Linked DNA regions of Mus musculus: all the other regions are linked to region 5. The links are chromatin contacts, called in public ChIA-PET and HiChIP or PLAC-seq maps. All regions are on one chromosome and are shown on one strand. The core of a region is the stretch at or near the end of the contact, and the rest is flanking DNA. Distances in the headings are between cores, read along the strand shown.

Evidence for each region. ChIA-PET counts read pairs in DNA pulled down with a chosen protein or histone mark. HiChIP or PLAC-seq counts read pairs in DNA pulled down with a chosen protein or histone mark.
Region 1: a contact with region 5 is called in an H3K27ac HiChIP or PLAC-seq map of bone marrow-derived dendritic cells, with 5 times the contacts expected there. The contact joins the promoter of Myo1f here to the promoter of Zfp472 in region 5. A contact is called at or near these places in 9 of 39 promoter capture datasets (the 3T3-L1 cell line, the C10 cell line, the HPC-7 cell line and 5 more), 8 of 115 datasets of contacts at active chromatin or transcription factors (the 230-238 cell line, CD8 T cells, astrocytes and 5 more) and 1 of 9 other capture datasets (embryonic stem cells).
Region 2: a contact with region 5 is called in a FOXA1 HiChIP or PLAC-seq map of pancreatic cancer cells. The contact joins the promoter of Wiz here to the promoter of Zfp472 in region 5. A contact is called at or near these places in 14 of 39 promoter capture datasets (the 3T3-L1 cell line, 3T3-L1-derived adipocytes, embryonic stem cells and 9 more) and 1 of 115 datasets of contacts at active chromatin or transcription factors (pancreatic cancer cells).
Region 3: an H3K4me3 HiChIP or PLAC-seq map of bone marrow-derived macrophages shows a contact between it and region 5, with 3 times the contacts expected there. The contact joins the promoter of Akap8l here to the promoter of Zfp472 in region 5. A contact is called at or near these places in 2 of 39 promoter capture datasets (the 3T3-L1 cell line and hippocampal neurons) and 4 of 115 datasets of contacts at active chromatin or transcription factors (astrocytes, bone marrow-derived macrophages, effector CD8 T cells and 1 more).
Region 4: an RNA polymerase II ChIA-PET map of memory CD8 T cells shows a contact between it and region 5, with 10 read pairs. The contact joins the promoter of Hnrnpm here to the promoter of Zfp472 in region 5. A contact is called at or near these places in 12 of 39 promoter capture datasets (the 3T3-L1 cell line, 3T3-L1-derived adipocytes, the C10 cell line and 7 more) and 3 of 115 datasets of contacts at active chromatin or transcription factors (large pre-B cells, memory CD8 T cells and pro-B cells).
Region 6: a contact with region 5 is called in an RNA polymerase II ChIA-PET map of memory CD8 T cells, with 8 read pairs. The contact joins the promoter of Zfp414 here to the promoter of Zfp472 in region 5. A contact is called at or near these places in 15 of 39 promoter capture datasets (the 3T3-L1 cell line, 3T3-L1-derived adipocytes, the C10 cell line and 10 more) and 3 of 115 datasets of contacts at active chromatin or transcription factors (large pre-B cells, memory CD8 T cells and pro-B cells).
Region 7: a contact with region 5 is called in an H3K27ac HiChIP or PLAC-seq map of embryonic stem cells, with 3 times the contacts expected there. The contact joins the promoter of Adamts10 here to the promoter of Zfp472 in region 5. A contact is called at or near these places in 12 of 39 promoter capture datasets (the 3T3-L1 cell line, 3T3-L1-derived adipocytes, the C10 cell line and 8 more) and 7 of 115 datasets of contacts at active chromatin or transcription factors (astrocytes, embryonic forebrain, embryonic stem cells and 3 more).

The regions. Positions count from the first base shown.
Region 1 is chr17:33,553,951-33,557,504 of GRCm38.p6, reverse strand. Myo1f (myosin IF) reads right to left here and starts at 1,798. Exons shown (of 28, transcript NM_053214.2): 1 at 1,649-1,798. The coding sequence starts at 1,651.
Region 2 is chr17:32,386,268-32,389,731 of GRCm38.p6, reverse strand. Wiz (widely-interspaced zinc finger motifs) reads left to right here and starts at 1,915. Exons shown (of 11, transcript NM_001372227.1): 1 at 1,915-2,159. The coding sequence starts at 1,973.
Region 3 is chr17:32,349,183-32,352,685 of GRCm38.p6, reverse strand. Akap8l (A kinase (PRKA) anchor protein 8-like) reads left to right here and starts at 2,109. Exons shown (of 14, transcript NM_017476.2): 1 at 2,109-2,199. The coding sequence starts at 2,187.
Region 4 is chr17:33,683,585-33,686,771 of GRCm38.p6, reverse strand. It overlaps Hnrnpm (heterogeneous nuclear ribonucleoprotein M), which reads left to right and starts at 1,314. Exons shown (of 16, transcript NM_029804.3): 1 at 1,314-1,505. The coding sequence starts at 1,393. It also overlaps a transcript of Marchf2 not described here.
Region 5 is chr17:32,963,973-32,967,174 of GRCm38.p6, reverse strand. Zfp472 (zinc finger protein 472) reads right to left here and starts at 1,344. Exons shown (of 4, transcript NM_153063.3): 1 at 1,246-1,344. The coding sequence starts at 1,266. It also overlaps the pseudogene Cyp4f41-ps.
Region 6 is chr17:33,627,755-33,631,010 of GRCm38.p6, reverse strand. Zfp414 (zinc finger protein 414) reads right to left here and starts at 1,919. Exons shown (of 6, transcript NM_026712.3): 1 at 1,795-1,919; 2 at 932-1,214; 3 at 537-644; 4 at 330-435. The coding sequence starts at 1,797.
Region 7 is chr17:33,522,719-33,526,099 of GRCm38.p6, reverse strand. It overlaps Adamts10 (a disintegrin-like and metallopeptidase (reprolysin type) with thrombospondin type 1 motif, 10), which reads right to left and starts at 2,015. Exons shown (of 25, transcript NM_172619.4): 1 at 1,842-2,015.

The DNA.
Region 1 (3,554 bases), core at 549-3,048, 590 kb before region 5:
TCTTTCTTTCTTTCTTTCTTTCTCTTTCTTCCTCTTTTTCTTTCCTCCTCCTTTTCTTTCCTCCTCCTCCTCCTCCTCCTCCTCCTCCTTCTCCTCCTCCTCCTCCTCCTTTTAAAAGAAAGGGCTTCATGTAGCACAGGCTGGCCTTAAATTTGCTCTAGTCATGGAGGACTTTGAACTTCTGCATCCACTTCCCAAGTTCTGGGACAACAGGTGTACAGTACCATGCCCAGTTTATGTGATGCTCAGAATGGAACCTAAGGCTATGTGTATGACAGTAAGCATTCTACCCAGAGCCCAGACTCAGCCCCAGCTCTCACTGGCTTTCTAAAAAAATGGTCTCTTTCACCTCACCTCCCTGCCTCCACTCCAGTCCTGTTTGCTATAACCTCCAAGAACCCCAACAACTATTCTTTTCCTAAGAACATGCCCTTGTTCTCATTGACAGAATGACAAAAATTGAAAGCTGAAGTGAACTGTGGGTTTGTGGAGCCATGGGGTGATTTGTGTAATCACTACTGGCTTTTATTGTATGTGCCATGATGCTGCTAAGTCTAGACCCATGCATGGTGCTGATCATTCTCCAGCCTTCTCATCATCAACAGACTTCAACTTGAACTTGTAGTGACATCTCTGTCTGCAGCGTCTCCACTGCCATCCTTGGGTAGTAGGGAGAACGGTCTCTCCTTTGTATACCTTTCCTCTATCCTTTCTCCACCTAGTCCTCCATCTCCTCCTCTTTTTTTCTTCCTTCCTTCCTTCCTTCCTTCCTTCCTTCCTTCCTTCCTTCCTTCCTTCCTTTCTTTCTTTCATTAGGTATTTTCTTTATTTACATTTCAAATGTTATCCCCTTTCTTGGTTTCCCCTATGAAAACCCCCATCCCCTCCCTCTCCTCTTCTTTCTATTCCTTATCTCCATTCCTATTTTTCCTTTTCTTCTCCTAGCTCTCTCTTCCCCCTCCTTTTCATCCTTTGCTATCTTCTGCCGCACACCCACATCTCCAACTCCTCCTTAGTAAAATTAACTGGTCCTGGAAGTTAAATGAGGATGATGATGACTTATTTTCAGTGCTAGAGATGATACCCAGGATCTTGAGCACACTAGCCAAGCACCCGCACTGAGCTATCATCTGCCCCTGTGATTGTTATAGTCAAACCACCTAGGATCACTTGCACTGTTATCCCACCCCATGAGAGTGGCCAAACCTACAGATCCCTCTGATGAATGTTCCCAAGAAAAGCCCTACACCCCTCAAACACTCCTTTCTCCAGACCAACTTCTAAATAAGAGTTCTAGAAACAGAGGCTAAGAGAGGGAAGAGCTTGTTTCAAACTGCAGGGGAAGACTAGTTCTGAGATGAGTTGATAACCTAGTTCTCTAAGCCCCTGAAAAGGGACATGTTCTCTTCCTGACGACTGTGTAATTCCTTCAGGGACACTTTCTTTCCTATTTATGTTGCAGTATTGGTCCTCATACCCAGCCTGGCAGATGCAGATTGGAGCTTGATTCTTGGTGAGGGACATGGGGTGCTCTGTGCTGTCCTATGGAACTCTGTCTCTGAAGGCTCTGTGGTTCTCATAACCATTGCCCCAAGTTTTGAGGGTGCTACCAGGTTACCACTCCCAGATCCCACCTTGAACAACTTACCATGGTGAGGGATGGTATGTAGGCTCCTGTGGGTAATGACAGGGGTGCAGGCTCAGAGGGTTCTAGGGGGTGGCTCTGGCATGGCTCTCCTCCTTCACAGGCTCTTGGCCCTAGTTCCTCTTGTAACAGCCCCTCTTTTACTTCCTTTGCGGGAGGGCTCATGACCACAGGGGAGGGAAGCTGAGGGCGGGGACAGTGCTCTGAGCTCTAGCAGCAATGACAGGGCTGAGGGAACCGTTTGGAGCTTACCCTGAAGGGATAGGTCAAAGTTGGCGGGCAGTCACTGCCAGACTAGAGAAAGTCCTTTATCCATCATCTACCTCAAGAAAAGAGTTACAGCAAAAAGCACCCAAATCAGCTGACTGCAGGACTGGCCGCTTAGTTCTCTTCAGAATCAGGGGAAGGAAGTACCATTTCAGATGTGTGTCTGCTCAGAGTTCCCATGGAAACCCTTTATGGTCCTCCCTGTAGACTGTTCCTCCAAAGCCAGGTCTGTTAGTAAGGGAAGTTTAACTGGAGTAGAAGACACCACAAGACTTATTTCCCTTTAATGTCTGTATTTCTCTTTGTGTGCGTTTCTATATGGGTGCATATGAATGTGTGGAGGGAGGTCAGAAGACAACCTTAGGTGAGTGCCAGTTCTCACCCTTCTCCTTGAAATAGGCATCACTGTTGTTTTCCTACTGTGGAAATCAGGCTAGTCTGCAAGCTTCCTGGATTCTCTTGTCTCCACCTCCTATCTCCATGTCTCAGATATTTGTTACCTTTATCTGGCTTTATGTGGGGTCTGGGGATTCAAACTCATGCCCTGATGCTTGTTGTGAAAAGTGAGCTATTGGCCTTGAGAGAGAGAGAGAGAGAGAGAGAGAGAGAGAGAGAGAGAGAGAGAGAGAGAGAAAGAGAAAGAGAGAGACACAGAGAGAAACAGAGACAGAGACAGAGAGACAGAGACAGAGACCGAGACCTTTGGAACCCAGGAGGCACTGGATCTCTGGGAGTTTACATCTGTTAACCACCTGATATGGGTGCTTGGAATTGAACTGTGGTCCTCTGAAATTACAGGAAGTAATCTTCTATCCAGTTGAGCCTTCTATCCAGCAAGCACCTCCCACTGTCACTCCACCCCAAATCTGGATATTGTTGTGGTTTTTGTTTTTGAGATAGGGTTTCCACTGTATAATTTTGACTTGTCTGGAGTTTGTAAGTAGCAAATTTGGTCTCAAACTCAGAGATCCTCCTGCCTCTGGATTGTGGGGCCCAAAGATGTACACACCATTCCTGGCCCAATCTGGGTTTTCACACTTACAGCCTTGCTGTTTTCCTGACTTGGCTCTATCAGCAGCAGCCAGCACATGTAGGGCCTACCATACGTTAGCTCAGTACTTGGTCTTTGGAAGACCAGATCACAAATGAGTCTTCTGTTGACATGGAGGAAATGACAGTTCCTAGAAGTTGTCACCTCCTCATGTTACCCACTGGGGAGGTGGCTAAGACCAAACCAGACTGGTGAGAGCCTAACAGGGACCTGTGTTCTAATCCATCTTTGGTCCATGCCACAGAGACTGGGAATGTCTCTGTGTCCTGTGCTCTCTTTCCATAGGTGAGAAGTCTATATTCTTCTCCAATATCCAGGGCCAATAGCACAACTCCACATGTGGAAGGGTGGGAGAGGATCATATTTAGTTGAGAGTACAAAAGGACTGGACACTTGTTAGACTCGGTAAGAAACTGCTTTCGTCTTAAAGTGATAGGTTTTTATCTGTAGTGGCCAAAGTCCTTTCTCCCCCCAAGGAAATGTGGACTACTTCCCCCGTGTCTTAAAGAAAGCCTCTAGTTGTTCATTCATTTATGTGTGTACTGTGCGGGCACACATGCCACAGTAAGCTTGTGGAAGGCTGAGTACAAC
Region 2 (3,464 bases), core at 666-3,165, 580 kb after region 5:
CGTTTCCCTGCTGTGAACTCACCTGTTATTAACAAACCTACATGTTATTAACAAACCTAGTATAGAAAGAACCAGTGGGGTGCAGAGGACAGTATGTTGTCATGGTAACAGAGCCCCTCCCTAGACGCTAAGGTCCTGCGGCTCCTTTAAGGGTGACCTGCTTGGCCACTCCCAATATGGCGGCGCGCCCGTTGGATTCCCCACCCCACCCCCAAAGTGGCACAAGGGGGGGCAGACCTCCTCATCATGGCGGCGCGGCGGGGCTGTCGCGCTGAGGTCACGTCGGCACGCCGGGGGGGAGGGGCGGGGCGGTGGGGGGGGGAGCGATTTAAAGGGACAATGTCCCCCGAGCTGTGGAGGCAGCGGTGGCTGCGGAGGCCGTGGCACCGGCACCAAGAGGGGCAGCAGCTGTAGTGGCAGCGACGGCCCTATGAAGTAGGGGAGTTCCCGGCCAGCGACTACGCCTCCCCCGGTGAGGCTCGACCCAGCCCGGGAAGCTCGCGGACGGGGCGGAGCTGGAGCAGGGAGGGGAGGCCTGGGCCCGGTCGGGCCGGGCGGGACCCCCTGGGGCGGGGGAGGGGCGGGGCCTGCAGGGGCGGGGCCTGCAGGGGGCGGGGCTGTACAGGTGGGGGGAGGATCGGGGGTCTCGAGGCAGGTGTCTCCCCCCCCACCTCAGCTCGTCCCGCGGGGTCTCCCGCCCCGAGGTGCACGGGCGAAGGGCGCATCCTGGGGACCCTGGCTTCCCCGCAGGGTGCGTCCGCGCAGCGCCGCCCCTACCTCTGCGACCCCTGCGGGAGGTGGGGTAGGGAACGACCATCTGGACTGGAGCCCCCTCCCCAAGCTGCCAAAGTGCTCCGAAGTTGCGGTCCTGCCCGATCCCCGCCAGCAGTGCCTACCCGAGTGGGCACCCGCAGGTGCTTTCTCCAGGCCTGGGCAGGGACCCCTCCAGCCAAGACTGTCAACCCACCCTGTGTAGGGCCCCCCGGGAGCGCCCAGGCCCTCGAGGGCAACGCCTGCTACCAGGCCTGGAGCCCCGGCCCCGCCCCGGTTGCCTGGGCCGGGCCTCACCACCATCTCCCTGGGGAGAGCGCCTCATTCCTGCCCTTCACTTTCTGCTCTACCTTGAAGGTATTTATAGGTGGAGAGGACAATCGCCCTCCTCCCCCCCAGGGTCCTTATTTCTGAAACAGGAGCCCCATCGGTCCTTTTCATCCTCGGGCCAGAACAACCAATATCGGTGGAGGATGCAAGCAATACTATTGGAAGGTGGCAGGGTGGAGGAGCCCAGGCTTGGTATGCATGAGAGATCATGCTAAGAGAAGGGAAAGGGTTAATGGTGGGGTCACTTGAGCGTGTGGAGAGGCTAAGGGGTTAATAACCCTACATTCCTGGGTAGGGAGAAGGATGTGAATGTTGGAAAAGTGTAGGGGTAATTGATACGGGGCAACAGAAGTGAGTAAAGTATAAGGGCAAAGATGGGGGCCCTCGAGACCCTGCACTGGGGAGAGAGCGGGGACCCTGGAAACTGGAGGCATGGCTGTAGGTTATGCAGTCACAGGAAAGCAGCTGGACACGGTGAAGCTGTGAGTGAGCCATGGGAGGAATAGGTGGAGGTGGAAGGAGTGATGAGGGAGGGCTGAGGTGACTGAATGTGCGTGTGTAACTGTGGTGAATGGAGGCTGTGAAGAAGCTGGGGAAAGAGAACGCTTTAGTGTACTGAGACTCGCTCCCAGTAGAGGTGATTGGATTATAATAGGAGTGAATGGAACCTCAACACCACTTAACCCCTCACTTCAACTAAGAGACAAACTGAGGCCATAGGCTTTGAAGGAGAGGACTAGGGTTCTGAGAGAGGGGAGAACAAACAGAATTCTCTTCTTACTCTCTTAAGGTCTTCCTTGTCTTTGTCTCCAGGCCCACAATGTCCTGCTGAACCTGCCAGGTACTGAGTGAAGATTCACGGCTGGCACCCATGGAGGGGTTACTGGCAGGTGGCCTGGCTGCCCCGGATCATCCTCGAGGCCCCGCTCCAAGAGAGGACATCGAGAGTGGGGCTGAGGCTGCTGAGGGGGAAGGTGATATCTTTCCATCTTCTCATTACCTGCCAATCACCAAAGAAGGCCCTCGAGACATTCTGGATGGCAGAAGTGGCATTTCTGGTAAGAGGGCTCTGTGGCCCTAAAGAAGCTTCCCACTTGGTCCCCCAGGCCCAGAGAGAGTCAGGTCACCCCACCCAGCAGGGGCTGAGTTGCAATTGGAATTCTGTTCGATGCACATAGCCTCCTTTAGTGCTCCACGTACCGCTTTTCAGTTTGCCCTTATGAAAACAGATGTCTTGGGAGCCCATGACTGGATGTAAGAAACTGGGATTCATACTTGTAGTGTCCTGGCTTTCCTCTCTAAGCTGGACACCAGCTGTATCCAAATCCCATGTCAGTACCCTGAGCTCTTTGCCCAAAGCCCACTTGTTCCTTCTTGCAGTCTTGATGGAGTGGAGCTCCTGAGCGAGTGCCCTCTAGTGGTAAGGTAAAGTCTGGGGAGATTCGAGTTGCCTCTTTCCATCTTGATTTACCCCATACAAGGCTAGCTCACACTGTCCCCACCTCACAATTTGTTGTTCGTTTATTAAACACTGAGCACCTGCTGTGCCACTTTCTGTTCTGGGTGCTGGGGAAATAATCATAAAGAGACAAAAGTCCCTGTCCTCCAGGGGTTGGCATTCCAGAAGGGAAGGTGGACAAGGAACGACTGAGCAGATGTCATAAGGGCAGGTTATGCAGGCTATGCAGATATTAAACTGAGTGCCAGGACCATGGCTGGGCGCTCCAGGAAAAGCCACCTGACACAGTGGTGTTTGAGGCACAGCACAGAATGAGTGGTGGGACGTGCCCAGCAGGTGGCGGGACAGCATGGGCAAAGGCCCTGCAGAGGGGAGGAGCCTGGTATGTTTAAGGACTTAACAGGAATCTGGTGTGGCTGGTCCCCCAAAACTTGGCCTTCTAATAAATTCCGAGCACCTCTTCTGTGGTTCCTACATGCCAAGTTCTTTGTCTTCTCAATTCACATCATACTTAGAACCTTTGTCGGAAGAGCCTCCGTTATTTAGTATCTCATGTTAGGAATGGGAAATTCAAAACCCTGAGGGGTGAAGTCAGTAGTGTGGCCTTACACCCCTCTTCCTTCTTTGTTTTATTCTGTTCTTTATAGAACTGGGGATTGCACGTAGGCCCTTGCACATACTCTGCAAAAGCTGTTCCATTGAGTTCTGCCCCAGCCCTCCTCTTTAGTTTTTTGGGTTTTTTGTTTTTTGGTTTGTTTGGTTTTTTTGTTTGTTTGTTTGGTTGGTTGGTTGGTTTTTTTTTTTTTTTTTTTTTTTTTTTTTTTTTTTTTTTTTTGAGACAGGGTTTCTGTGTAGTCCTGGCTGTCCTGGAACTCACTTTGTAGACCAGGCTGGCCTCGAACTC
Region 3 (3,503 bases), core at 860-3,359, 620 kb after region 5:
TACCTACTACATAGGTAGTAGCCAGCTGTATCTTTGTACACAGTAACACGTTACTCTACACTGATAGCTGTATATTTTTGCAAGGATCGTATACCATTCTCACAACAGACCTTTTCCTAAAACTCCTGAGCATAGCTTAAGTCTTTGCTTAAACCACTCCATGGTCTCAAAGAAACAATCTTAACTTTTAGGCTAAGCTCAACCTGTGAGGACATCAGAAATTAAACAAGACCTTGGGTGAAATCACACCAAGTGCTACAAAGTAAACTGCAGGATCTAGAGATATCATGGGGCTGTACTTTATCTAGGATTCCAGAAAGTATGGCACTCCAAAGAGGCAGTACACATAAAGCGGACTTATGTCGCATGTTCCCGGGTCACATGCACATGGTCCACTGCAACTGGCTTTCTTTTGCAAAAGTGGGGAGAAATTATCGTCAGGACATTGTATCTGGACAAATGGTAAAAACAAGCCCTTTTAATCACAGCAACAGCCTAATCTATACTTCTCTACCTCCCCTGCCCCAACTAAATTGTGAAGAACAGTTTTGGCTATCATATCAACTATTTCAGTATGTTTCTTTGAAGGATCTAGGCCTTTTAAAGAATGCCATTGTTATTACCCCTAAAGAAACTGCTAACAAGAACTGAGAGGTGGCTCAATGGCAAAGAACACACACTGCTCTTACAGAGAACTTGGATTTGGTTCCCAGCACCCACATGGCAGCTCACAGTAACTCCAGGGTATCCAGTACCCTCTTCTGACCACCTCAGGCACTGGGGGTGCATGTAGTTGCATAGACATATATTCAAGCAAAACAAATACATAAGCCTAAAAAGAATTGATAAACATTCCTTAATACCAATAGAACACCTACTTTAACATTTCTCAAAACCATAAGAAGGTACATGAATCATAGAAGCAGAGCTTGCTGTAGTTTATCCATTGTTTTATTTTTAGGGTTCTTCCAAGGATACCTCCCATGGTGACTTTCCACACAGCCAGGAGGAGCCAGGCATAGTGCTTAGAACAAGGCTGGTACTGGGTTACATTTTTCGTTTTGTGGAGCTGAGCATTGAACATAGGTTCTTATGTCAAGCATTTGCAATAATATATGATACATTGAGATATACTACTTGTATAACAAATAGCATACACATAAACAGTTATTTTTAAAGTGGTTTTTGAGAGGCAGGAGAGATGGCTCAGCAGTTAAGAGCACTAGCTGTTTTCCCAGAGGACCCAGGTTCAATTCCCAGTACCTTCATGGCAGCTCAGGGCTGTCTGAAACTCCAGTTCAGGTGATCTGACACCCTCACACAGACACGCGCAAGCAAAACACTAATACACATAAAATTTTCAAAAGCATCTTTATTTTGCAGTTGGAGAGCTCACATAAGGCCTTCTGTACATGCTAGGATAAAATGTTTTTCCACCAAGCTATATCCTTACAAACACTATTAATTGTTATGTAACGATTAATAAGAAAATAATATTTACTATTTACTTTGTGAAACTGGCCCTAATTCTTTACCCCTCCTTGAAACGGGGACTCACTGGAACCCAGAGTGGCTTAGAATTCATATAGTATAATCTGACCTCAAACTCGAGTCATTCTGTCTCAGGCTCCGGTATTCTGGGGTTACAGAAGTCAGCTACTACACATGGCCTTCTTCGTTTGTTTTAACGTTATCTCACATAACGTTTGTCAGGACCTTGTTTAGCAGTTAGATACTAATTTTCTCCTTTCAACATGGCTTTACCATTCTTGACTTCATTTCAGTGGCGGGGCGCAAGACGGTCGTCTCTGCTCACGCTGGCAAGTGTCTCGCTCGCACACACCAGGCGAGCACACGCGTGGGCTCGGACCTCTAGGTTGCATGCAGCTCCGCCCCTTCGAACCTTTCCATCTTCTCCCCTTGGCCTATTGGCGCAGGTTTTTGTTAACAGGAGGCGGAGAGTAAGGCGGGGTCGTCGGGGGTTGGCAGTATCTCCAACCACTGTCACGAAGAGGTGTAAAAATAGACAGGTAGCGAAACCAATAGGCGTGAAGTCCGAGGTTTGCAGAAGCCAATGAGATAAGGAGGCGGGGCTGGAGCGTGTGTGGAAGGACCCCAGGGATTGTTGTGGCGTCAGACGCGCAGAGTAGCGGTCTGTGTCCACGGCTCGGGTGTTCTCTGCGGCCATGAGCTACACAGGTAGGCCCAACAGGGTGAAGGCAGCGCTCTGGGCCGGGGCGTCAGGACGGGCTGAGTCATGCTAGGATCTCCTCTTGTAGTGTCGTGGTCATTGCCCTCTGTGGTCACAAAATGGCGTCTTAGGCTCTTCCCTTCGGGGTCGCATCCCTCAAGCTTCGGCTCTCACTGACCTCAGCCGGGCATCTTGGACTCTCCTGGCTACTCAAGGATTTGCTTGTGTCTTCTGTGACCGTAGGTCTTGGGCCTCAACGTTAGGTTCAGGCTTCCCGCACCTCCGTTCGTCATTCCCTGGCTAGTGCCCCACGGACACCCACGTCTAAGACGTCGCTTCTCAGGCCTGAGCTTCTGAGATCAGTCCGTTGGGGCGGCTGCTGTCGCCATTGCCTCCCTTGAGCAGTTTCTGTGCAAAACGTCGCAGACCCTTACTCATGGCACTCCCCCCACTTCATCTGGTATAAAGCGGGAGGGGGGGAGAGCCAACCTCCCCTACCTCACTCCCCCAGGGGGCGGTGAGAATCTGTAAATCTATATGAAGGCTCTGAACCGTTGCAGGGAGCTTTAGAGAGCAAGCTTGAACCCTGGTGACGAATGACTACTTTCCACTCAACTTACCGAATCAGGTGCTGAATAGACACTGAATGCTGACAAGAATTTCTTAAGCATCTTATAGGCGAGGACAGACAAAATACAATAAATATATTATTTTGGGTCTTGGGTATCCTGAAGAGATTCAGCCATTACACGGAGAGCTTTGAAGCCTCTGGGAAGGGTGACGTTTAAGAAGAGATGTAAGCAAAATAGGAAAGAGTAAAGATAGCTGTCGCTGTAAAACATACTGGGCTGGAACCGCCTACCTACTTAGATCAGTGATATTTGAGCAAAGAGGAAGGTGGGTGAGGAGCATGGTGAGGGGTGTGGAATATGCTTGAGTGACTGTAGAATCATTCTTGAGTGAGTTAGTTGCCAAGGCTCCCTGGGTTTGCCAATGAAACTTATCAGTCAGTGCCACAGACAGTGCCTCCCACTTTACTGGAGGTATTTCAGGCTTGAACTTAAGTGGTTGCTGGATAACCCACATTCTGTTTGGAATGTTTAAGGCTTTCAATGGAACCTGAGCTTTATGCCAGTCCTCCTAAGCCCCTGGGTCAAATGCTTGCCAAGAACCTTGGGATTTTTAACAACCATCCTCTAGGCCAGTGGTTCTCAACCAGGGTGATTTTGCCTGCCTCACACCTCCCAGGGGTACATTTGGCAATATCTGGAGTCCTGTTTTGTCTTATCTATATAATGTGTGTATGGGCAGG
Region 4 (3,187 bases), core at 65-2,564, 720 kb before region 5:
GTGTCAGGGTGGTGCCGTAAGGAGAGATAGAATAGGAGGGAGGGAGGGGAAAGAAGGGGAAAAGAGGAGTCGGAAAAGGGTGGGAGGGAGGTTTCTGTTATACATCTCTTCTAATGCTTTGAATTACATGGAGAGTTTTAGTTTGATATTAACCTGTCAAGAATTCTGCATGCAGGGTTGGCTCTGTCTTAGTGGGTAAAGATGTTTGCTGCCAAGTTTGACAACCTAAATTTGATTACTGGAAAGAGAAAATCAATTCCCACATGCCAGCCATGGCATGCTCAAAGCCTGTATTCAATCATTCCCCCTCCATCCCCCCCCCAATAAAAATAATTCCTGCCAACATAATTTTTATATTTTTTCTCCATTTAAGGAAAGCTGATCTCTCCTTGACATGCCACGGACATTGTCAAAGCAGTTGTGGTTACTTGCACAAGATAGAACCTCATCATGTTGGGGTGGGGGAGCCTTGGGAGGCTTCACCCTTCCCTGAAGATCTATTGGTAGTAGATGCTGGAGGAAAGAGGTGTCATTTTCCTCAGTGTTGTAGCCACCTATTTAGTTGCCCCAATAAATCAACCCCTAATCTATGCTCTTGCAAGCAAACCCAACTCAGTAGGTCATAAAACAAAGACAAGGAGGTACATGGAGGAACTTGTTGGAAAGAAGGTACAGTGGAAATGCGGGAAATAAAAGGGCAATGGTAGGTGAATATGATAAAAGAACAGTATAGGGTCAGGGATTGAAGTTGATAGACTGCTAGCATGTTCAAATCACTGGGTTCAATTCCTAGCACTGATTAGCCTGGTTCCTCTGGCCTATCATTCTAGCACTCAAGAGGTGTAGGCGGCAGCTCAGACATTCAAGGCCAGTATTGGCTAGAAACTGTCTCAACAACAACAGCAAAACCCCAAGCAAGCGCAAAATACATGATATACATATATGAAGTTGCTGAAAAAAGAAAAAGAAAGAAAAGGCCAGGCGTGGTGGTGCTTGCCTTTATTTCCTGCACTTGGTAGGTAGGGAGAGGCTGGAGGGCTACATAGTGAGACCCTGCCTCAAAAAAGAAAGCTAATGAGTAAAACAAAACGGAAAAATATAAAGTAAGCTGGACCGACTAGGTCCGTATGTGCGCTCGTATTGTAAGTTCGAATGAGCGACACATATCTCTCCCCCTGTCCCACAACCCAACTGTATCTGCGGACATCGGGAAGTGAGGCCTGCCACTGGAGGAGGCGTGGCCTGACGTCCAGGGGGCGTGACCCGAGGCGAGCAGGAAGCGGGAGCCGGTCGCCGCACAAGGAGGCGTTACTGGTCGTTCGGGGTCACGTGAGCGCGCAGGCGCAGCTCGACAGAGCCCGCTCCCTCACACAAAGCCCAGACGCGGAGAAAATGGCGGCAGGGGTCGAAGCGGCAGCCGAAGTGGCGGCGACAGAACCCAAAATGGAGGAAGAGAGCGGCGCGCCCTGCGTGCCGAGCGGCAACGGAGCTCCGGGCCCGAAGGGGTGAGTAGTCTAACAGCAATTGATCCTTCTCTAACTCCAGCCAGGTTACTTCGCAGCTCCGTTAGGTCTGTGGGCCGCTTTCTCTTCTCCCACGGCGGCGCGGCGTCTGCGCAGGCCTTTTCCCTGCCGAGAGTTGGGGGCGGCCAAGGCTGTGACGACGACGAAGCCAGGAGAGCCTAATGGATCGCCCCCTGCCGACAGCGCTTGCCTCCGCTGCCTCAGCCTCCTGGCTGTCTGAGCGCGTCGTCGAGGCCTCAGGCCTGTGGCCTGGTATTTTATTCTCAGAGCAGTGATGGCGCGCGGGCTGCGGGAGATCAGGGCCCGCAGCACCTCTCACTGGGGTCTCGAGGGTTGAACCATTAAGACTGTGTAGTTTCAACCCTTCAGCATACAATCCATAGTAGTGGAAGTATTCTGTCTCAGTTTCTCAGATCTGAGAAGTTAGGGGCGGGAGGCTTGCGCGTGCGAGGTGTCACGTGTACGGTCGGCGGCGCGACCCGGAAGGTGTCGACATGACTCTTGTTGCGGGGTTCCGAGACACCGGTGTTACCCTCATTCTGCAAGAAGTGCTTCTTCCATTAGAATGGCCCCGGACCCGGGCTCCTGGGCTGGAGTTCTTTCCCCTCTTTATAGTCCTACTTCCTAAAGTGCAGTTGGTACCAATGGGAGAAATGGTCTTTGCTTGCTCAGTGTTCATCCTTAGCAACAGACCTAAAGTGTTCGGGTAGAGGCACCACTTCGGGGTTTCAGAAATTAAAATAGACAGACGTCATCATCCCTTTTTTGGAATCCTGCTTGGAGATCTGTCTAGGGACCTTGATTCGTTATTATAAGTGTCCTAGCATGGCCTGAGGAGTCCCAGCCTTTTGGGAGGAGTGGGAAGCTGCAGGATCCAGAGTGCAAAGTGTGGCCAGACTATATAGAGTGAGTTCAGTCTAGGTTGCCATTTAGTCATTGGGAAATTGAGCTAGACCCTAACTCTCAAAAAGAGGGATGAAAACATAGCAATAACCTGGCACTCCAAAGTCCCTAGATTCGATTCCTAATATCAGACCACAGGGTGGTCTTTCTGAGCCCTAAAAAGTTTTCTTCAAGGAGGAAACCATAAGATTCTGCTCCTGTGAAACTCTCCTCATACTGATATACTAATATATCAGCTTGAGGAGGTCTGGAGAAACATTTTGGTTCTAAAATCAGCAGCCCATGTCTCTGAATTTTTGTTTTCCATCAAATGTATAAGGTGGGAAGTTTTAGGACTCTGGGAGTTGAGAGTACTTAAAACACTTGTTAGTGAAGCATTTACCAAGTAATGGCTATTTTGTTACTGGAGGAAATTTCATATCTTTTATCTTAGTTAGGGAGAAGTAAAACACCATTGGTTAACTGGTTCTTGTGTGTTATTCAGCACTGGAGAGGCTGCGTGAGTTCCAGAGCTGATTCGGCTCAAGATTTGCCTAAGCTACATAAGTACTTGCCTGTCGTGTATGAGTGTGTAGATTATAGCCCATTAATAGAGTAGTTACTCAAGATGCACAAGGTCCTGGGGTTCACCCCATAGTACTAAAAGGATAAAGAGGCCTCTCTTTACTACCAGAAAGGCTCAGCTTAGGAGTGTGCTCATTTTTAACTTTCCCTTCCATCCTCTTGGGAACTCGGGGTCTTGAGGATGCTAGACAAGCACT
Region 5 (3,202 bases), core at 95-2,594:
TCTGGAAATTTCTGTCCACTCTCTAAGAAATCCTATCCAAGTCCTGCCCTTTGTCCAATTCTCCCATGTCAGTCAGCTCTGGGAGCAGAGGGCAGCCATCCCTCTCCATTTTTCTCTCCAATAAGTCTCCTTTATAAGATCTACTGCCTGGAGTGGCTCTCATCAGAAGAAGCTAAGAAGAAAAGAAGCAAAGAAGAGAAGAGAAAGGGCAGCTGAAGCCTGTAAGCTCCTAAACTCCTCAGCTCAGCTGGGGATACCCTCCTCTGGGAACTGCTGAGGAGGCTTCCTCTCAGAGCTGTGTGGTTCCTGGGCTCCCGTGTTTGAGGATGTCCTCATTGGGACACCTTTTCCCTTCAGAGCTGTATGTATGGCTCCTGGGCTTCCAAGTCCCAGAATACCCTCCCATATGAGCAGAAACACACGTAGCACTGTGGAGGATCTAGAGTTCCAGACTAGTTTGGTCTACATAACTCTTTCCAGACCAGCCAATGGTACCCAGTGAAATCCCGTATAAACGGACAGAACAACACAATCCCTCCCTGCCCTGGGCTTTTTCACTGCTATCGAGACTTTCCTTTGGAAAAGGTCTCCAAAATCTAACCTTTACTTCAGAAATGATCAGCTTAATTAATCAGTACATACAAATAGGGAATTTTGCCTATCACAGCTAACAAATCCAGCTGTGAACTCAGGATGAGGGATGGAGATACAGGTCTACAGGTCTATGGTAAAGCGTTCGCTTAGCATGAGACCTGAGGTTCCATCCCTAGTACTTTAAAAAAGAAGCCGAGAGAGAGAGAGAGAGAGAGAGAGAGAGAGAGAGAGAGAGAGAGAGAGAGAGAACACACGAGCACGAGCCTCTCTTCAGGATGACCACAGTGTAAAACTAAAGCAGGGAACAAGGAAATGAAAAAGTGCAAAACAGTGCACACCACCCACGTGCCTTCACCGCAGTCTGGACGCGGCGTCACCAACTTGGCAGCTGCAATGTCAGCGGAGGCTCGGGTTCGCGGCGCAGGCTCGTCATGGGAGGACTAGAAACTAGGGACGAAGCAGCTTCACAGGGAAGGGACAGGACGGGACTCCGCTAACAGAGCATACAACTCAAGTGCACCCGGGTTGACGGCACTCCCAAAGTCCATCTCAAATTGCTGCACACGTCGGGGAGCCGGCGCCACCTTACAGCAAAGCCGTGGCAGTGTCAGAACCCTCCGCCCACCTTCCAAGAGTCCAGGGCACACTCACCATTTCCTGCTTCTGATGCATCCAGGCGTTCTTCCTACTGAGCGGCAGTCGGCAGAACAGGCACCGGGAAGCTCAAGCACAACTCTCCTCCCTCCAGCTACCCGGAACTCAAATATGGCGGCAAGGGAGCCACCCTCCACTATCCGTGCTTCTTATTGGATAGCTCAGGGGAGTAACAGTCACCCTGGTTCGTGAATTATTCCGGACCCAACTCCTTAGAACTGAGTTATCAGGTTCAGCAACGCTTACCACCGAAATGGGTCTGTAAGTACAGATTGCAACAACTGCCCTGTCCAAGCTCATACCTTTTCTCCGAAATAAATGTGATTTCATCCTGGAGGGTTATCACATTTCAGAACACCTTCCAGCCCGGGAGTGGTGGTGCACTTTTTAATACCAGTTCCACGCTAGCTTTGTCTACGTTATTGAGTTTCGAGTCAGCCAGAGCTATATAGTCAGAATTCTCCCGTCTACACCACACACAGGTCCAGGGCTTCTGAAAGATTTGTTAGTTTTATGTGTCTACGTGGATGAATCCGTGTGTGCGCGAGTGCTCACTGAGGCCGGAAGACGGCAGAAGTCCACTCGCTTTTCCATTGAGGCAGGGTTTGTTTGTTTGTTTGTTTGTTTGTTTCACTCATCACTTTACCTGGGGCTCGGGTTTCCTTGGCTAATAATGGAAGCCAGCTAGCCACAGCGATCCTCTTATTTGAGCCGTCCTCATAGATAGTGATTCAGAAATGTGCAGGGGATCTCTAACGTGAGTGCTGGAATCTGAACTCCAGTCCTAGGTGTTTATCATGCGCCCTTATCCACCAACTCTCCAGCCCCATTCACAGCCTCTTGGGCTCAGCGGGCTCTTCCTGGTATTTTTTTTTTCCGACATACAAATAGTGTCATAACGTCACTTTTGAATAAATCCTTTGCTCTTCAATCAGAGTAAGCTGGGAAAAGCCATGATAGCAAACCAAAACTGATTTCTGTTTAAATTCCTCTGTGAAATAACTTTGATTATGTTCACTCTGATTGGCTTTTTAAAAATCCCTCTGCCTTAATAAACATCCTTCTACTTTCATTTTGCCTACTTAGGCTCATCATATAAAAGCAAACATGTAATATCTGTTGATTTGAGCCTGGCTCATTTCCCTAACATGATGATCTCCAGTTCCGTGTTTTTTTTTTTTTTTTTTTTTTTGCAAACAACATTCTTTTGTGGATGAATAATACTTCACTTTCATAAATACCACATATATTCTATCCATTTGTTCCTCCACTGCTAGGCTCCTTGGGTGACTCCATCACTTGGATGCTCAATGCTGCAATAAATATGTGTGCAGGAATCTTAGTTACATGGTGACATTTACTCTCTTCGTGTATATCTAGAACGGTATAGCTGGATAAAATGACTTAATTTTTAGTTTGGGGTTTGATGTTAAATACCAAAGCTTGTGTGTTGAAGATATGGTCCGCGGATGCTGCTTGGAGGTGATGGAAACTTAGTGATTGGGGGGCTGCTGAGTGGAAGTAAAGTCCTGAAAGATGTGCCCTTGAAGCAAGTATTGGAACTCTAGCCCTTTCCTAAGCAACCAAGCATGAACATTTATCTATTTACTTCCCAGCCACCATGAGATGAGCAACTTGACTCCTTGGGCTTCCCACCATGATCCTCTGTTTTACCTCAGGCCTAAACCAAGGAGATCAGCTGACTGTGACCTAAAACCAAGAGCCAAAATAAGTTCCTCCTTATAAACTGTTTATCCAGGGTGTTTTGTTAAAGCCACAGATTTTTGACTAAATTGCATTCTATCTACATATATATTTATCTGAAGATATGCTTCATATTTAACTTGAGGTATATAGCCCAGGTTCACTTTAAACTTATACTCCTTATGCCTCAGCCTCTCAGAGGAGGGGATTACACATGTGTAGCATGCCTGCCTTCTTGATCCATGTGGTT
Region 6 (3,256 bases), core at 670-3,169, 660 kb before region 5:
CAAAGTAAAGGAGCTTGGCCTACAGGCCCTCCTTTACTGTAGTCTTAATTCTTCTGGACCTTTCCAGCTCAGAATCTCAAGTTTGGTTTTACTTAAGTGCCAGTTTTCCACATAAGACATGAGGTAGAACTGGACGGAACCACGGCATGTATACCCTGCACCTCCAAACTGAGCCCGTAGCCAGAATGACTTAATTCCCATCTGTTTTCCATGCATGGTTGGAGCTGGTTTCCCAGGCCACACTCATACTTCAACCCACCCTTCCTCCACACACACTAAGAAGCACTAAAGATCTGGGAATTGAAAGAGGGGGATGGTCAGGCTCTCACTTGAAGTAGCGGTTGGGCTTGTAATGCAGCTTGCCGTGGGCTACCAGCTCCTGCATGCTGGGGAAACTCTCAGTGCAGCTCAGCGCGGAGCATCGGAAGAGTTTGCCTGGTAGGGATAAAGTGCAGATGTGGAGTGGGGTGGTTAAGACTAACTCTGGGGGGGGGGGCTCTGCCTATCTGCTTCACTATCAGCAACCCTCATCTTACCTTCCAGTGACTGTGTGGGTGGGCAGTGGGTACGGAGATGCTGTGCTAGATCACGAACACTGGGGAAACTGAGGCAGCAGCCGGGGCTAGAGCAGGGTATTTGTTTCCCTGCAGGAACGAATGGGTGTCATTACTCTCTTCCTTACTGACCTACCCAAAAGCCTTGATTACTCCCCACCCAGCCACTGTCAGAATAAACTGCCCGGAAGGGCTGGATTGGTTTAGTTCATCTCTGGAGCCACACCTGACATATTGACAAGGTGCTCAGTAAATGGTGAAGACCACCCCCCACCCCACCCCCCCACCCCCGCAATGGGATAAAAGGTGATTCCTTGTCTTGCACCATCTCAGCCCTATCAAAGGCATGTGACTCCCCAGAAAGGTCCACAGATAACCTGGCGGTGGACGGCGTCTGGGCAACCGAAGGTCCTCATTGGTCCCCACGCCTGTGTTGGTTGAGCCAGTCTGGCAACTGTCTGAGGCTGGATAGGCAACTTGCTGCAGAGGTCCTCCATGGTCCCACACTGGTGGCATGGCTGTTGGGTTAGGGCTGGGCTCCTCCACGGAGGAAAAAGTGGCTGGAGCTGCCCCATCTGGAGATGCCACCTCCTTGTCTGGCTCACCGGAGCTGGATTCTACAGTGGTCAGCGTGTCCGAGCTGGGCCTGGATGGTTCCTCCTGGTGCAAGAAGTGGCTAAAATCAGGCTGGGATCCCTAGGTCAGACAGATGCCCTTCTACTACAAAGGTCCACAAGACAGACTCCTTCAACACTCACCAGATATTACCCAGTCATTCCACTTTCTGAGTCACCAGCAAGATACGGGAGATAAGGGCAGACCGAGCTACTGTCTCCTAATTCCAATTGCAGGAGTTATCAGGGATTATGCATAAAAAAGCAGCATTAACATCCCTTCCTCAATTTTGGCAGGAGAGGCACTAGGGGCGGAGGTGTGGCCTAGAGGAGCAACTAGGAAATGCTGGAGGGCCTACAGTGGATCGTGTGATGATGGGGAATACTGGCTAAGCTAGAGCTGAGCAGATAGACGCTCTGAGCCAATACGTGTTAAATTTAGGGACTGAACTCTAGGAGAGTGGGTGTGGCCCGGCCTTCAGGGCTGGACGAAAGCTAAGTGACAGTCAGAGGCGGGCGGGGACCCGGATGTGGGGGCGGGGTCAGCTGGAGGGGGGCGCGCGGCAGGACCGTTCCCTGTCAGTCCCGCTGCTCTTCCGCGTCCGCGTGCGGGGTGCTGCGCTCACCATCCTCTACTCAGTTACACCTCTGGTTCCCGTGCCTTCGGAGGCTCTGGCTCCAGCAGGGGCGTCTTCCTCGGCGACACGGTCTCTCGCTCACATCGGCGCCATTTTCCCGCTTCTCAGATCTCGCGAGACATGGGGTGTGGCCTAATTCTGGGCGCTTCTCTAGAAGGAGGGGCCTGAGACTACACTGCAGCTCTTATACAGAAACAGAGAAGGTCTGCTTTTGATTGGTCTTAAATTTCAGAGAAAACTGACAAAAGCTCTTCCCCTCCCCACTTTTATAGCCCAGGTTGGCCTTACACAGAAGTTGACCTTGAACTTAGATGCCAATACACCAGGTTTTAGGTGGTACTGAGTATCAAACCCAGAGTTTTCATATATGCTAGGCAAACTCTCTACAAAGCAAGCCACATCCTTAGCTCTGTACACATACACGTACAAATGAATATGTATATGCACAGATGTGAGCAGGTAAGAGCGGAGGTCCAAGGTAGACATTGTCTTCCTTCATTGCTCTCCACTTCATTCACTGAGGCAACATCTCTCACTGAAGTTGGAGCTCACCAGTTCCCACCTAGCTAGCTAACTTACTTGTCAGAAGATTCCTGTGTCCACCTCCAAAGGGCCCTGATTACAGGAAGCTGCTATGCCTCACAGGGAGGGCTAGAGATCCAAACTCTTTCTCATTTACATGATTGTGGGTTTGAACCCTGGTCCCTTGTGTCTGCACAGACCCATCTTCCTAGCAAGCACCATAAAATTTTCAGCACATCCAGTGTGCAGCAAGTACGAATCTGTTGTAATAGCCCAATGTGAGAAACACTCTAACTAATGGATCTTCAGGAACAAGCAAATTCCACAGGTCGAGAGGTGTGAAAATGAATCCCAAGTGCACTACTACTGAGAGGTCGCCTGCCCACCCTACTTTCCTTAAGTGCATCCTATGTGCCAGGAACTTAGTACTGCTCTTGGGAGTCTCTAGTCAACCAAGAAAATGGAGAGACAATAAATCAACAACAGCAGAAAAATGATCTTGGATCTATCCTAGGAGATAAGAAAACAAACAAAACTGATGTGAAATGAGGAGTCAGGGAAGCCTGTCTAAGGGGGTGACTTGAGCTGTGCCTTGATGCCTACAGAAGCAGAGCACTACAGCAAGCTGGCGCAGATGTCCTGAGCTGGCAAAGAGCAAGCTCCCCTTTCGTAAGCAAGGGCGAGACCTCTGCACTATTGAAACAGAATAAAGATGTTGGTATGGAGGTCAGAAAGAGAACTTGGGTGAGTCCTGTAGGGCTTCCTTTCTTCCTTCCTTTCTTTCTTTCTTTCTTTCTTTCTTTCTTTCTTTCTTTCTTTCTTTCTTTTGTTTTGTTTTTTCGAGACAGGGTTTCTCTGTGTAGCCCTGGCTGGAACTCACTCTGTAGATCAGGCTGGCCTCGAACTCAGAAATCTGCCTGCCTCTGCC
Region 7 (3,381 bases), core at 766-3,265, 560 kb before region 5:
TTAAATATATTTAAAATTTAAAAAGACTGATAATGACTCCCTCTAGCCTTAAATATCCCATTTTCACTCAAGGTAGCAGGGTCTCGATGCAATGGCAGGAGACCCAGCCTCCCAACCTCTGACCTTTCATTCTAATCCTACCAGGCAGGAGTAGAACCTGATTCTGGTGCTTAGCTCCTCCCACCCCACCCCCCACCCCCAAGTCAAGCCATCACAATCTTCTATTCTTGAGTTCCCCCTCCCAATAACTAACTGCACAGGCTACCTAGTGGTTCTGGCTCAGATGGGGTAAAACTGGAGGCAGGGTAAAAGGATTCTACTGGGTGAGTGACTGATGGGGTGGCCACACCTGCCCACAGGGTAACAGCTACTGGTAGGAATGATACCAAGATGGGGCTACAGGAGAGACCACAAACAAGTCAGTAGGTCTGGGGCAGACAAAGCCAATCTGAGGATGAGTTACAATTGAGAGGAGTCGCATGTTTGGCTGGGCACAAGATGACACTATGGGTGTGTATATGTATCTGTCTGTCTCTGTCTCTCCTGTGTGTGTGTGTGTGTGTGTGTGTGTGTGTGTGTGTGTGTGTGTGTGTGTGTGTACCTAGGCTTGGCCCCTGTCCCCCAGGCCCCTCCTCTGGCAGGCTGCAGGGAGGCCACTAGCCTGGGGGAAGGGCACAAGTGCTGGAAGAGGGAAAAGCCTCCCGGGAATGTGTGTGGCTCCATCACATCCTGGGGATCCTATAGGGACCAGCACTCCACACCTAGACTTTTGTAGGCTGTGCGGGAAACCCAGCTAAAGAGGTGGAGGCTTCTCAGTGGAGGACAGAGCTTCTTTGGCCAGGCATAGGCAGCCATCAGCCTGAGGCAGCAGGCTTCCTCCAGGCGCTGCACATCTGGCCTGGCTGCTGTGAGCACACAGACAAAAGGACCAGCCAGAGGGGAGGCCTAAGGGGAGGGGCTGCACAGGTCACCACTCCCATTACCACCAACCAGCTGTTAATTAAAGTGTGTCTCCCCCTGGTAGGGAGGCTCCTTGCTTCAGAGTTCTGTGGCATAGATGACCATCTGAGGGGAAGTAGCAGCCCCAGCTCCACTCTCACAGGCAGACACACAAACAAACACAATCACACTCTATAGGGCAACCCACACTTGAATAGCAGGAAGGCCTGGTTCACTAAACCCAAACACACACAACTACATACCTCCACACCTATGTATACAGAAACACATATTTCCACATGGACACCCAGACAGCCCATAAACCCAGACAAACAGGCCTATGTGCACAGTTACACAGTCCAAGACAAGCCACAAGCCTAGCAGCCTATACACGCTCATTTAACACAGAAAGTTAACACACACACATGCACAAGTTTACACATTCATAGCAGGGGGAACTAAGAAATTCTACAAACTCAGACACATATGCATGCAGGCATTTCCACTAATAACACTCCTGAGAAACGCAAATATTCAGAGACAGACACACTTGGCATTTACATGCACGAGAGGCATTTTTCTTACCCTCACTTAGGCAAACACTCAACACACCTCAACAGTCTGCCCACACAGTCGCTCCCAGATGCTGAAAGCCATAAGGTCATACAATCCGCAGAAGCACAACCATTTGGATACGTGGCTGACCTCGACCCCCGCCCCAAACCTGAGCCAACCCAAACAGGCAGTCTGTATCTGCAACACTTAGGGACATTCGGCACCAACACAGCACTCGCACAACGGGATCCGTCCAGCACATCTTGTCCCCGAGACACACAAAGTCACTTATAATCACTGCATTCCGGTGACTGCGCCGCCCAACTGGGTCCCCAGATCGCCAGTACCTGCGTGCCTGGAGCCTTCGGTCCGCTGTAGACGCACAGACTCACCGCCCGGCGCACAGGAAGGGAGGGAGCAAGCGCCCGGTGGCGTGGCCGGGGGAGGGGGCGCGGGAAGGCACTCACTTCCTGAGCAGCCTGCCAGGGTTATTAAAAAAAAAGAAAAACCAAAAAAAAAAACCCAAACCCCGCCCGCCGCTGCTGCTGCTTCCGCCGCCGCCGCCGCCCAGGGCCTCAGGCTGGACCCAAGCCAAGGACCCCGGAGCCCGGATTACCCCGCCTCGCGAAGGGCGCCCGTGTGGGTGGAGATGCTGAGGAGGAATTTGGGATGGGAGTTGGAGAAGGTTGGGGGGGGGGGTACGGGAGAGGGGAGGCTGGGGGCGGAGATAGAAGAAGGCAGGGGGTGTGAAGGGACAGAGGTGGAGAGTGGGGGAGGAGTGGACGCACACAGTAGGGGGATGGGGGGGAGGACGGAAAGGAGGGGTTAGGCGGGAAATTGTGAGGGAGGAAAGTTTGAATAGAAAGAGGTGGAGGAGATGGGGGTCCTGGAGAAAGGGGCAAAATTGAGTTGGGGGCTAGCGAGGGGGTTGAGACAAGGGGAGAGCCCAGTGCCTTGCCTCCGTTAGCCGAGTCAACAACAGCTGTTATTTATTGAGGGCTGGTCCTTGCTCAAGCAAACATTTATTGGGCGCCTCTCCGTGTGCCAGGCATGGTGCCCGAGGCTGAGTGAATAAATCTGAGTTGGGTCCCAGCCTTCACAAAGCTCCGGTCCGGGGGCTTTGATCTGCTTTGGCTCTGCTTTTGAGTTCACTTGCTTTAACTCTCTAGCAGTGAAGAGGACCTAGTCAGTTCCATTTTACAGATGTGAAAACTAAGTCCAGCCAGGGGGGCGTCATGATCATCTTTGGGACACAGTGTTTAAATCTACGAGGAGTTTGTACATGCAGGAGATGACCAGTGCAGTGGAGCAAAGCTGGGATTCCAACCAGCTTCAATCCAGGCCTGATTGTGGGAGTGTTCTACACCATTACCCCTGGTCTCAGAATTCCAAGATTGGCCCCCACAGTGGGCTTTGGCCTTGGCCTTGACCGACTCTGATTCTAGGTTTTCTTATCCTTAGAAATGGGGTAATGACAGCCTTTGTAGGGAGCAGGGGAGGAAGAGGGGTGGTTGTGGGAGGGAGCAGGAGAGTTTCAACCACAAACATTCCCTCTGTTCTGAGTTCAGCTAGGGATACAGGTAGTTCTCTGTCTCTACGTTGAACTTAGTCTTGAACTTGGAAATGGCATGTTAAGGGCTCATGCACTGTACGAAAAATTCCTATGGTGCCCGAACCCTCCTGCCCGGACCCAACTTCTCTGGACACCCTGCCAGACCAGAGGGGCTGTTAACTTTTACATACTGCAATCCCTAGAACCCATACCCACCCCTGGCCTCCACTAACCGAACTGCCCCTTGGGCCCCTTGGCCTGAGGCACCTGCCTTTGCTTTCTCAGGTTGTACTTCTGCTGTGGCTCCAGCCACCTGTCCCCAGTCTAGGGATGGC